Regions from separate parts of the Mus musculus genome. Here region 1 is linked to region 2. Evidence: chromatin contacts called from public HiChIP or PLAC-seq data. All regions are on one chromosome and are shown on one strand. The core of a region is the stretch at or near the end of the contact, and the rest is flanking DNA. Distances in the headings are between cores, read along the strand shown. Region 1 has its middle 6.3 kb from the start of Gm40304. Region 2 has its middle 89 kb from the start of Gm40303.

Evidence for each region. HiChIP or PLAC-seq counts read pairs in DNA pulled down with a chosen protein or histone mark.
Region 1: a contact with region 2 is called in an H3K27ac HiChIP or PLAC-seq map of embryonic stem cells, with 44 read pairs. The contact joins two enhancer-like sites. A contact is called at or near these places in 17 of 39 promoter capture datasets (the 3T3-L1 cell line, 3T3-L1-derived adipocytes, the C10 cell line and 12 more), 1 of 15 datasets of contacts at CTCF or cohesin (embryonic stem cells), 22 of 484 Hi-C or Micro-C datasets (the BV-2 cell line, Th1 cells, Th2 cells and 8 more), 20 of 115 datasets of contacts at active chromatin or transcription factors (CD8 T cells, the HPC-7 cell line, Th2 cells and 6 more) and 5 of 9 other capture datasets (adipose tissue, embryonic stem cells, liver and 2 more).

What each region holds. Positions count from the first base shown.
Region 1 is chr5:53,537,861-53,543,706 of GRCm38.p6, forward strand. No RefSeq gene overlaps it. Among named protein-coding and RNA genes, the nearest start is that of Gm40304, 6.3 kb to the right of the region's middle. Within about 2 kb of position 4,456, at least 85 of the 459 cell types and tissues checked have an H3K27ac peak or open chromatin away from gene starts, as enhancers often do. A contact at or near this core is called in CD8 T cells, Th2 cells, adipose tissue and 5 more, where this site is marked.
Region 2 is chr5:53,352,877-53,359,105 of GRCm38.p6, forward strand. No RefSeq gene overlaps it. Among named protein-coding and RNA genes, the nearest start is that of Gm40303, 89 kb to the left of the region's middle. Within about 2 kb of position 2,380, at least 46 of the 459 cell types and tissues checked have an H3K27ac peak or open chromatin away from gene starts, as enhancers often do. A contact at or near this core is called in CD8 T cells, Th2 cells, adipose tissue and 5 more, where this site is marked.

The DNA.
Region 1 (5,846 bases), core at 3,206-5,705, 190 kb after region 2:
GCACAGGCCACACCACCAGGTCTTAGGAACAGCCTGTTTTCCTTCATGTTGCTGTTATATGATAGCTCCAGTCATCCATCCCATGCAGGTCTAGTTGTCTACCTGACTAGGACTTGGCTTCTCCTCCTACCTCTTAGCTTTCAACATCAATTGGCTTCTTCCTCTTTCCCCCTTTTCTTCCTCTTCCTCGTCCTCCTCTTCCTCTATTTCTCCTGCCCCCTTCCCTCCACACTTGTCTCTCTTCTTCACCCACGCTCTTTTCTGTACGGCTCACCGTCTAATTCTATTACAAAGATAGGATCTATCTGGGTACACAATTATCCTGGCTCACCAATTAGACTTTGCTCTCACAGGGAGCACTCTCCTGTCTGGCTGTCTCATCCTTCTCAGAAGGATGTCTTTCCTTCTGTTTCCAGAAAAAAAAAAAAAATTCCAGGTCCCTTCCCGTGGCTAAGGATCATATAGAGCAAAGTGTGACCCTTATGTTCAAAAGTGAACCTTGAGTGTGTAGGTGCTTTGTGGAGTTTATCTGCATAAATACCACTCTGCTCGGTTTTAATAGACTGACCTGGTCTTATTGAGAAATTAAGCTTGAGGGTAAAACTTTAAAATAAAGGTACGTCTAGCTCTTCTATCTTTATAGATGTTATCCATGCAGATTGTTCGGCAATTATCTCCTCCATCCTCTTACTGGATCAAGGCTTACTGTGTTAGCTGTCTGGTCCCCTAACAGTAGAGAGGAGCCTCTCTCTCTCTCTCTCTCTCTCTCTCTCTCTCTCTCTCTCTCTCTCTCTCTCTCGCCTGCCAATGGCTCCCTTTCCCCTGGACTGGACTACCTGGTCAGGTCTCAGTGGGAGACAATTAGTTTCCTTAGTCCTTAGTGCTTAGTCTTGCTGTGACTGGATGTCCTGGGGTGGGGATGGTAACCAAGGGGGACTTACCCTTCTCTAAGAAGAAGGGGAGGGGGAAGTGGGGAGAGGGATTTGTAGAGTGGATCTGGATGCAAAATGAATAAATACATAAATTAATAAAGAAATGTTTAGTTGCCCCAAGAGTACAGAAACAAACCACTACCAGTCACACAGCAGCTCGGATAAATTGTCCAGTCAGTGCGGTTGTCTGGCGTTGCTTGTTGAAAATGGTGGTGGTTTGCAAATCAATAGAAATAGCCCCACCTCCTTTAGCTTTGAAAAGTGTTTCTCCTTAAAATACTACTACCTTCTCATACCTTTGCGTTTCCATGGGACTTCTTTCTTGTCTCTTCACCTTCTCCAGGGAGCCTCCCTGGTTTCTCTACCCCTCCTTTGGGAAAACCCACCACCACTCTTGTCTGTGTCAATGTTTGGTTGGTTGGTTGGTTTTTGGTTTTTCGAGACAGGGTCTCTCTGTGTAGCCCTGACTGTCCTGGAACTCACTTTGTAGACCAGGCTGTCCTCGAACTCAGAAATCCGCCTGCCTCTGCCTCCCGAGTGCTGGGATTAAAGACGTGCGCCACCATGCCCAGCATTGTCTGTGTCAACGTATACACACCTGCTCACTATGACTTTTTTTTTTTTTTAGGAAAACATCATATTTTATCTGTTTTTTGATGCACATGTCTTCTTCCTTTAATGATTCAAGGTGGTATCTTAGACAGAATGGTAAGAGGAAGCAAGGGAGGAGTTCTATGGGGGGAGACATTGTCACACTCACCCTAAACACACAGTACTTGGAAAGTGAAGAAAATGTTAGGTGGCATTGTACCCTGGGGAAAACAGTAAAAAGGGAGACTGTTTTAAAGGCAGAAGTACACAGAAATTGGCAATGAGAAAATAAACCACGAAGGAATAAGACAGGAGAAATAGATTCCTTGGTAGGAAATGTGCTGAGATAAACAGAGAATCAAACAGGGGTTTTAGTTGTTCTTTTTGTATGGTTTAGTTTTGTGTTTTAAGGCAGAGGGAATGAAAGGCAGAAGAAATGGCCAGAGAAGCATTTTTATAATCCCCTTAAGTCAATATGCTATGCCAACCAGAAGTACTAATTTGGACTTTGGGAAGTGGAGAATGGGGAAGCTCAACCCATGGCCAAAGGTAAGAGAACTGAGAAAAATGAATAGCGGGTAAAGAGGAAGAAGTGAGGGAAGTGGCCGGATCCTTTTTTGGTTATTGAAATGATTCCAAACGCAATCAGTTTTCAACAACTTTGCAGAATCAAAGGGGATGGAGGAAACCGCAGCGAAGGGAACTTGGAGTGCAAATGATATTTGTGTCACTAGCTACAATGGAATATTTGACTCTGTTCTCCAGCTCCTTCCACTTTCTGCCTTACCCTGATGGCAGCACAGACCCAAACAGCACCTGAAGACACGTGAGGCACCAGGCACTGGGTGCAAATCCACAGGCAAAGCTGGAAGCACTGCCCCGGGCTGGGGGTGGGGGCCGGGGCCGGGGGGCGTGTCTGGTACAGAGGAGGCTCCAAGCTCCAGCCCCAGCACTGTTTAAAAAAGAAAAGGGGAAAGTACAGAGTGGACCGTTTTAGCCAGAATTTGTAAACGTGTCATCGTGTAAGAACTTCTCAACCTGAACTTGCATGCGACCAATCTAGCAATGTCTGTGACCACCCTCAGCTTTTTCCACCCCATAATCCTTCCTCTTTTTCAAAACCGTCACAGACACATTCGCTCTTCTTTTACCTAGATTAACACGGCGTGTTGAGGTGTGTGCAGCTTCTTTCCCTTGGCCTTTAGACCTTCCTTCTCAGCCAGTTCTCTTGGCTCCTTCTGAGTTTTCATTGAAAATTTCTTTCTAGATCCTTCTCTTGAATTGGCATTCAGTGGGAGTCCATTCTGCACTCATTTCTTCTTCTTCTTCTTCTTTTTTTTTTTTTTTTTTTTTTTTTGGTTTGTTGAGTTTGTTGAGATAGGGTTTCTCTGTGTAGCCCTGGCTGTCCTGGAACTCACTTTGTAGACCAGGCTGGCCTCGAACTCAGATATCCGCCTGCCTCTGCCTCCCGAGTGCTGGGATTAAAGGCGTGCACCACCACGCCCCGCCTGCATTTACTTCTTGAAAAGTCACTATTTCCTCTCTCTCTCTCTCTCTCTCTCTCTCTCTCTCTCTCTCTCTCTCTCTCTCTCTCTCTCTCTCTCTCTCCCTCCCTCTCTCCCTCCCTCCCTCCCTTGTGTCATAATGATTATTCAAGGGCAGCTGACCTGCCAGGCTCTTCCTGCCACAAAATCCTCTCGACTACTTAGCATTTCAACATCTGCACAGACCTGGGCATCATAAACTTCACTTGTTCAAATGCTCTCACTGCCTTCTCCTCAAAACGTGTTTCCCAAAATCCTATAGGGCATCTTTAATTTCTCCTTCAAACACACATCAAGTTCTCTTTTCCCAGCTTCTCCTTGTTAGGAATTTCTTGTTCTTGACCTGTCTAGTATTTTTTTTTTTAGAATTATTTATTTATTTTATGTATTATTTTATTTTAATAGAAGTATACTGTAGCTGTCTTCGGACACACCAAAAGAGGGCATCAGATCCCATTAGAGATGGTTTAGAGTCACCAGGTGATTGCTGGGAATTGAACTCAGGACTTCTGGAAGCACAATCAGTGGTTTTACCCACTGAGCCATCTCTCCAGCCCTGCCCTGTCTACTTTTTTTTGATTCCAGTGAAGTGCTATTTATCTTCAGAATTCCCAAGAGAAATTGTTCTGACTTTGTTTCCTCAGATTATGTCAGGTTCCCCGATTTTGTGCTTTTTTTAAAAAAAAAAATCTGTGCTTCACTTTTGTGACATGTATATGTGTGTGTGTGTATTATTTATATAACATATATGTTGATGACAAGCAAAGCTGACGCGACAAACATGTGACATCCAGACCATAGTTGCTCATCTAATAGCCTTGCTAGGGCTTCACTTCTCTGCTAAACCTTCCTCCACAGACACAGGGCCCAGGCTCTTCCCAGACCATTACCCCACTGCAACACAGGCTGAGAAATGTAGTCCAGCTTTCTACCTGAGCCAAGAAACAAGCAGATGTTGCAGGGAAGCAATTTCTGCCTGGCAGAATCAGGGATGGCTGCATTTTCTATTTATTTGTAACACTGTATCCTTAATGTCCCGCCTAAACTCTGCGGACATCTGTGGTTTTAGTCACAGTCTGGTCTCAGTAAGGTTCAATGCATCGGTGTTTAGTTCATCAATGATACAGTTGTGCTGTGCTTGAGAGTGGGGACAGAAGGCAGAGTGGTCTTCCTACTTCTCAAATGCAGCTTTCTCAAATGCCAGTGTTCCTGGCTTTGGGGTAGCCTGTCCTGAGGCCATCAAGAGATGCATGCATAGATGCATGACATTCAGGAGAGTGAGCAGAGGGCACTGAGTTCAAGGTCAGGTATCCCCGGAGGCATCTGCTGAGGAAACTGATGGATTGTGATTCTCAGGTCAGATTCTACCAAGGAATTTCAAGGGCATTTCTTAGATTCCTCAGATTCCTTCTGTAATCTGAGTCTCTCAGTCAGCTCTTGCAGAAGTCCTGTGGCCTTAAGCTTGATGCTTTCTGATAACATAGATAGCAATTATCTCTACTTTCAGAAGCTCCAGGGAGAGCTGAAAATGGGGTATGCTTTCTTCCCAGGCTTCAGTAGGATTCAATGGAGCTTTAGATCAACCTAGTGAGTCTGTCTGTCCGTCTGTCTGTCTGTCTCAGTAGCCTGACTAACAAACTCCTAGGATCTGCCTTGTGGGGTCTGTCAGAATAATCCCTATGTTCTTTCAAATGCCTTTAATGCAAAGAATTTAACATACATTGTATAGAAGTATCAGTACTCTAACATTACCTAGCTGTTGGGTCTTAAATAGCTAACTGAGGTGCATAATAACATATGGAAACAGATCCAATCTGCCAGTCTCCTTCAGTATCACCAGACCTATTGCAGAGATAAGCCAGCTGGTGTACCCTGACCCCTACCCTAAACTCTCCGCCCCAGGGACTAGACAGGTTTTCCCTTACCCAGCCTCCTTGATTTCTATGTAAGTCAGCCATTTTGGCTATGCTGGTTTCTTGGCCTCTTTGCCTCTGGATCTGAGTCTCATCTCTCATCCCTCCTTCTCCTCTTTCTCTCTCCTCCGTCCTCCCCCAGCCCTGAACTCCTCCATGGCCCAGTTCACTCTGGACTCTTCCCCACACCTCTGCTTACACTCCCCCTTAAAGCTATAATAAAGACCTCCACCCCCTAGGAACAGTCATGCCTTCCTTTTAGTTCTTCTTTTCATTCACTGAGCAAGAACAAAAAACTTTGAGTGCGTCCTATTCTTGGAGGTAGAGGAATGAACTTCCTGAAGCACGCACGGCATTATGGGGGACCTATGATTTCAAGAGAGGAGTAATAGCTGCTTGCAAAAGTCAAAGTGAAAATGTCTTCCAACCCCATAATAATAAAAACAAACCTCAGAAATGATAAGCTTCTAAACCACCACATCATATTCCAAGAACTTTGGGGGATCTGAATGTGCTAGCACACATACAGAGAGGGATAGGGACAGAAAAACACGTTAGGATCCGGCTTGAACTTCTTTCTTCTCTTATTGTCTGTTCAGTGAGCAAACAGGTCTTGCTCCCTTGCTCCTTTATCCCCCACCCCCCACCCCCATGAATACCATCCTTTCCTGGGGAAGGTTAGGGACCAAAATCATCAGTATTGGAAATTGTTCTGTTTTGCTTCATTTCTGGGCCCTGAGTCATTCTCCCCAACACCAGGACGCCCTCAGGGAAGAGTCAGAGGAAATGATGTCACTCTCTTCGGTCTCTTTTTTGAGCCTTGGGCTTTTTCTTTGGGCCAAAACTTTAACAAATCTGTTTTCTAA
Region 2 (6,229 bases), core at 1,130-3,629:
GTACCTGCTGACAGGGAGAGTAAGAAGTAAGGAGGGTATGGTGACACAGCAGTTGTAATCCCTGCACAGGAGGAGGTGGAGACAGGATCATCAGACCGCAAGGTCACTCAGCCACTTAGCAAGTTGGAGACCAGCCCAGAATACCTGAGATCTGTCTCTAAAAGAACAAAGCATCCCCATGCCAAGCCAAAACAACCGCCCTCACACAAATCACACAAACAGATACCCCAAACAATCAAAGGAGAAGGTCTTAAAAGGAAACACCAGTGGAGGTCGCTTCTCCGACAACTGAAGAAAAGGAGTAGTCTGTAGGCTGGAAAACTACTTAAAGAGCAAGGGCTAAGCATAGTAAAGAGAGGCCAGATCCTGACAGGGAGCAGTAGAGCAGGGCAGGCCTGGCAGCAGGACCTGGGGCCCCACTTGGCTTTGGTGTCTACACAGGTTGAGCAAACTTGACTTCTTTTTTACTTTTCTGTTTCTCTAGGACTGATTGGTTACTTTGTTCTCTATCTCTGTGTCTCCATCTCCGTCTCCCTCCCCCCCCTCCCCCCCCCCCCCCCCCCGTGTGTGTGTGTGTGTGTGTGTGTGTGTGTGTGTGTGTGTGTGTGTGTGTGTGAGAGAGAGAGAGAGAGTTTAAGTGCCATTATACTTCTACTTACATGGGTTCTAAGGACCAGAGTTTAAGCAATAGTCTGATGTCTGCTAGAGAAGCCCAAAATGGGCTGAGTGGTGGAAATGGCTCACAACAGCGTAGCAAGCTGGACACAGCCAATAGTGGTCCAAAAGCGTGAAGGGATATTTTCAGAAATAAACCATTATAAATTTTTTTGTTTCTTTGTTTTTTGTTTGTTCGTTTTTTTTTTTTTGTTGTTTTTTTGGGGGGGTTTGGTTGGGTTTTTTTTTGTTTGTTTGTTTTGTTTTTTTGTTTTTTGTTTTTTGATTTTTGGCTTTTGGTTTTTCTGTATAGCCCTGGCTGTCCTGGAATTCACTTTGTAGACCAGGCTGGCCTTGAACTCAGAAATCCACCTGCCTCTGCCTCCCGAGTGCTAGAATTAAAGGCATGCGCCACCACGCCCGGCTTCCATTATAAGTTTTAAGTTGCTTGCCGTTCGAGTAGTTCTGGGTAGTACATTTAGAATCTCACAGCATCTGAACCACCTCTCGGGCATGAATTGGCCTGGAGGCAGGGTCTGCCCCTCCTGTTAGCTGACTCCATTTTCAGATTGATAGGCGCATTGTCATAGTGCCAAGGTCCCCGCAACTCTCACTTTCCTTGACCTCATCCTCAGAGAACAAGAGCGGATTGTAGTGGGTTGGGCTGTGCCAAGGAGAAGCCACGCAGGGCTTCTTCTAAGTAGAGAGACGGTAGACATTTTGAGAGAGAGCCCACACTCACAAAATGTTTATTAGGTTATATTATTATAATTGTCTTACTTATTATGAGTTGATTTGTTAATTCTTTCTGGGCATAACAATACTTTATTATTATTAATTTTAGAGTCAGGATTTCCGGTACCTCAGGTGGCCTCAAACTCACTGTGCAGCAGAAGATGACCTTGAACTTCTGACCCTCCCACCTCTAGCTCCTGAGCGATTACAAGCATATGTTGGTACACTGGGTCTTAGGCCATGCTGGAGATGAGCCCAGGGCTAGGTGGAGTTTACCAACTGAGCTAGCCCCAGCTATCTCAGCCTACTTTATAAGCCAAAGCTTATTCATGCTAGGCAAGAGCACTGTCTGGAAGCAGGTGTACCTTAGGGCCCAGATGATCTGCAAGTGTGCACCGCTCCCCCCCCCCCTTCCCCCCATAATGTTCAAGGTTCAAGGAACTTTTTGCTCTCAGGCAAGGGGTGCCACGGCACCAAGTGGCCAGAGCTGATAGGCTCTGGAGCATCAGTCCCTGCCTTCCTGAGGCCACAGAGGCACCCTGTGTGCCAAACTCCACTCTTGATGGGAGCTGCCGGTTGGGGACAAAAAGACAGATTAAATGAAGACCCAAGGAATATGAACCAAAAGAAGGAAGACAAGTTTAATAGATTCCACTCCTCCCCCCCCCCATCTCCGGCACCCCACTAATATTGATCAAGTCAGCAAGTGCAATATCCTGTCTCTGCTCTTTGCTTTTACTCTCAGGAGATAGAGTCTCACTAAGTTGTTAAGACCATCCTCGACCTCCAAATCCTCCTGTCTAGGCTGGGCTTACAGGCCTGCTCCACAGCCACCAGCCTGGCTGACCTGGGTGATTTTAATGGGAATGATCTCAATGAAAAAGTTTACCCCCATGGTGAGTGCAGACAGAGGCTTTGGAACAGGCTGGGCGGCTCGGGAATGAGGAGCAGCTGCCAGCATCTCCCAGGAGGGGGCAGCAACGCCACATGCAAACAGGACCATGACTTCTCTAGGAGGGAGGGTCCCAGAAGAGGAGGGTGGAGCTGGGGAAGTCCTGTCTGTGGCCTCAGCACCTCTCACTCGACCTGCTAGCATCCTTTCTCACCGGCCAGAGTGTATCCCTCCGGAGGACTGCAGGAATTCAGTTTATTACTGTCCCTATGGTCCCCAAAGCTCCAGGGAAGTTGGCTGGGTTGATAGAGGCACAAAGGATCCATGGGAGTCTTTTGCTTGGTTAATCTGGCCTCTTCTGAGCAGTTAAATGCTGAGCAGGTGGTTAAACCTTGGTTGTTTGAGAACCTCCCCCGCCCCCCCCCCCCAACAAAGGGTCCTTCTCCTCTGGAAGCCACCATGCAGTGGGTTATTTGATTTCAGGATGGGCGTGAACTGAGTTCCGAGGAGAAGGAGGAGGAGAAGGAGGAGGAGGAGGAGGAGGAGGAGGAGGAGGAGGAAGAGGAGGAGGAGGAGGAGGAGAAGGAGAAGAAGAAGAAGAAGAAGAAGAAGAAGAAGAAGAAGAAGAAGAAGAAGAAGAAGAAGAAGAAGAAGAAGAAGAAGAAAAGAGCCACACCTATGTTAAAGAGTCCACTGGGCTGATGAACTGATTAAAATGTAACGATTACGAAGAGTTGGAATGCTGTCGATCCAGGCTCCTCTTTGGTTATCTTTGGTCTGCTTAATAGCCTCTTATCATTCCTATCTTTAGTAACATCCTTCCTGTGATCAGGTAAATCCTGCTGGAATACAGGAACCAGAGCTTAACCTTCACCCACCTCCAAACCAAGAATGCTACCAGACAGTGCCTGAGTCCCTAATCCTGTCCTTAGCTATAAAGTTCTCCAAACTGTCTCCACCTTGGGATGCATTATTCTGGGACAAGGGGAACCTGTGTTCCCAGTCCATGGTCACTCGTATTTGAATCATATAAGAATCAATTATCTTCTTCCCTTTGGAGTGGGAGGAACATTTCGTATAGACAGCTGACTCCATTTTCAGATTGATAGGCGCATTGTCATAGTGCCAAGGTCCTCGCAACTCTCACTTTCCTTGACCTCATCCTCAGAGAACAAGAGCGGATTGTAGTGGGTTGGGCTGTGCCAAGGAGAAGCCACGCAGGGCTTCTTCTAAGTAGAGAGACGGTAGACATTTTGAGAGAGAGCCCACACTCACAAAATGTTTATTAGGTTATATTATTATAATTGTCTTACTTTATTATGAGTTGATTTGTTAATTCTTTCTGGGCATAAACAATACTTTATTATTATTATTATTAATTTTAGTGTAAGGTGTGTGTGTGTGTGTGCCTGTGGTGTTTGTATGGTGTGTGTATGTGTGTGTATGTGTATGGTGTTTGTGTGAGGTGTGTGTGAGGTGTGTGTGTGTGTGTGTGTGTGTGTGTGTGTGTGTGTTGGGTAGGGTAATTTGGCTACAGAGGAAGATGGAATAGAGCACTGAGCTCTAGATGAGCATGAAGCAGTCCTGTGAGGGGATCTTGAACATGTGCTTAGTTGAAGGAAGAACGAGGAGTCTGTTGGTCCACCCCGTGAGCATTTCCTTAGGGCCTACTGGGCACGTTTCTTCCTCCCTGTGAGAGGCCAAAGTCCCTTAGAAGGAGACACTCCATCATTCTGAAGTGGAAAGACTGGGTCGGAGAATGTGTAGGCCGCAGAGGGAGAGGATGAGTGGTGAGGACAGGTCTCACTGGTGTGAGATGAGAAAGGCCTTCCTGAGATGGGAGAGCTAGTGGGGGCATGGCTGCTATTTCTGTGTTGCACGGGTTACAAATCTCTTCTTGGCCTGGAAGCCTTCAAGTCGGGGAGATGTCTCATGAGCCAGCCGTCCTCTCTTGGTGACTCAGCCTCCACTGGGCTCTAAAACTCTTCTGTGTATGTGCACTGGCTTTGCCGGCTGAAAAATCTACCTCTTAAATTGGTTCAAAGGTTGCCTTGTCTTACAACAGCAAGCCTGTGGTGGGCCTAGGATCTATTTTCGGGGAGAAGCCACACGCCAGTGGATTACTTCCAGGCTGACCCCTTCGGCTCCAGGTCTGTGCTGACAGCTTCCTGGGTTCCCCTGGAGCCGTTTGTGAAAGACTTCTAGATACCCATCTGCCTTTAGGGAAGAATGACTGGAGAGCCACGGGGTGGGGGTGGGGGCAAGGGAGAGGCCAACCCATCCCCTGTGCACAGGCTCTCAAATTGGTTGCAGGGAGAATTCCAAGGGAGAGCCTTGGACAATGTTCACCCCTGCCTGCATTTCTAAGGAGGATCATGTGGGGGCTGGCAAGTTGACTCATCCCTGATAGCCCATAGCAAGCCTGAAAATCTGAGTTTGATCCTCAGGACCCACAGAAATTGGAGGGAGAGAACTGACTCTTGCAAGCTGTCCTCCGACCTCCATACCCACCTAATCACAACACACGCACACACAATAGAGAAATCTGAAATTCGGGTTAATCAGAGAGCACCCCCCACAACCCCCAGGGGATGGGAGATGGGATTTTTTTCCAATTCTTCCTCCTCTTTTCACCTGTGTTCTTTGCAAACTGCAGGAGGGCAAAGCCATTGGGAGAGGACACAGAGGTCAGGGGCAGGAAGGGACAGTCACCAAGGAAGTCACAAAGTTTGCCATGTCTGTGTACCTGGAAATCTCAAAGAAAAAGAAAAGGGTAGAGCCGGGTTGCAACTGGCTTAGGAATCTGTATTTTTCTCACTTCTGGAATCTGATGAGGACTGGAAGATGAGTACTGGAAGATGAGGACTGGAAGATGAGGACTGGAAGATGAGGACTGGAAGATGAGGACTGGAAGATGAGGACTGGAAGATGAGGACTGGAAGATGAGGACCGGAAGAGAAAAACCTGTCGTGCTTTCGAAACTGGATTCCTCTTCCTCCACTTGTAGCTAAGAGCTAACTCTCAGCTTTCCTTTGTCTCTTGCTGCTCTGGTGGGCCCCAGCTCTTAGTCCTGTTTGCTCATTTCCCAAAATGTCAGCAGCCTTGTTCCTTTAAAATGGCAGGGCTTGAAGACGGGGTGTCTTCCTGCTGCACCACACAAGGCTCTAGCCTACAGCCTCACGTCCCTCTCTGCACCTTCAGGGGAAACCCCATCCATTCCTCTGTCACAGGTGACCTCCTGTCTCACCACCACCAGCCCTGCCTCATGTGTCCCCGCCTCTCCCCCACCCCCACCCCTGCCCCTGCTCTGTCACCTGCCCTTGCCTGGGGTCACAGCAGTAGCAGCTTGTGTTCGGAAGCCTTTCCAAAACCTACCAAGTTGAGTGTGGACATCTCCCTGAAATGATGTCCTGTTCCATTTGGGGTCCCTCAAGTCCTGCCTTGTATTAAGAGATAGATAAATATAATCTTCTCTCTCTGAGGGGAACACTCACTCACCTGTATGTATGTAAAGACTCTGTGGGGCCCTGGGCTAAATTAAACGGAGCACGATTATTGATGGGGAGAGATACAGTTAGAAATTAAAGAAAGCCTAAAGCATTGTCAGTTTGTACAAATGATTGGATTGCTTTGGCTTGAGTGTTCTCATTTGTTAAACAATGAACCATGATATCTGTAGGGCATTTGCATCCCTGGTATTCAGAGACTAACGAGGTTCTTACTGCGGTTTGTGTGTGTGTGATGTGTGTATGTTTGGTGGGTGTGTCTGGTGTTTGTGTGTGGTGTATGTGTCTGTGGTATGGGGTGTGTAGTATGTGTGATATTGTGTGGTGTGTACATGTGGTTGAGTTGTGTGTGTGTGTGTGTAGTGGTGTGTTATGTTTGGTGTGTACCTGTGGTGTATGTATGTGTGTGATGATGAGTATGTGGTGTTGTGTGGTGTGTACA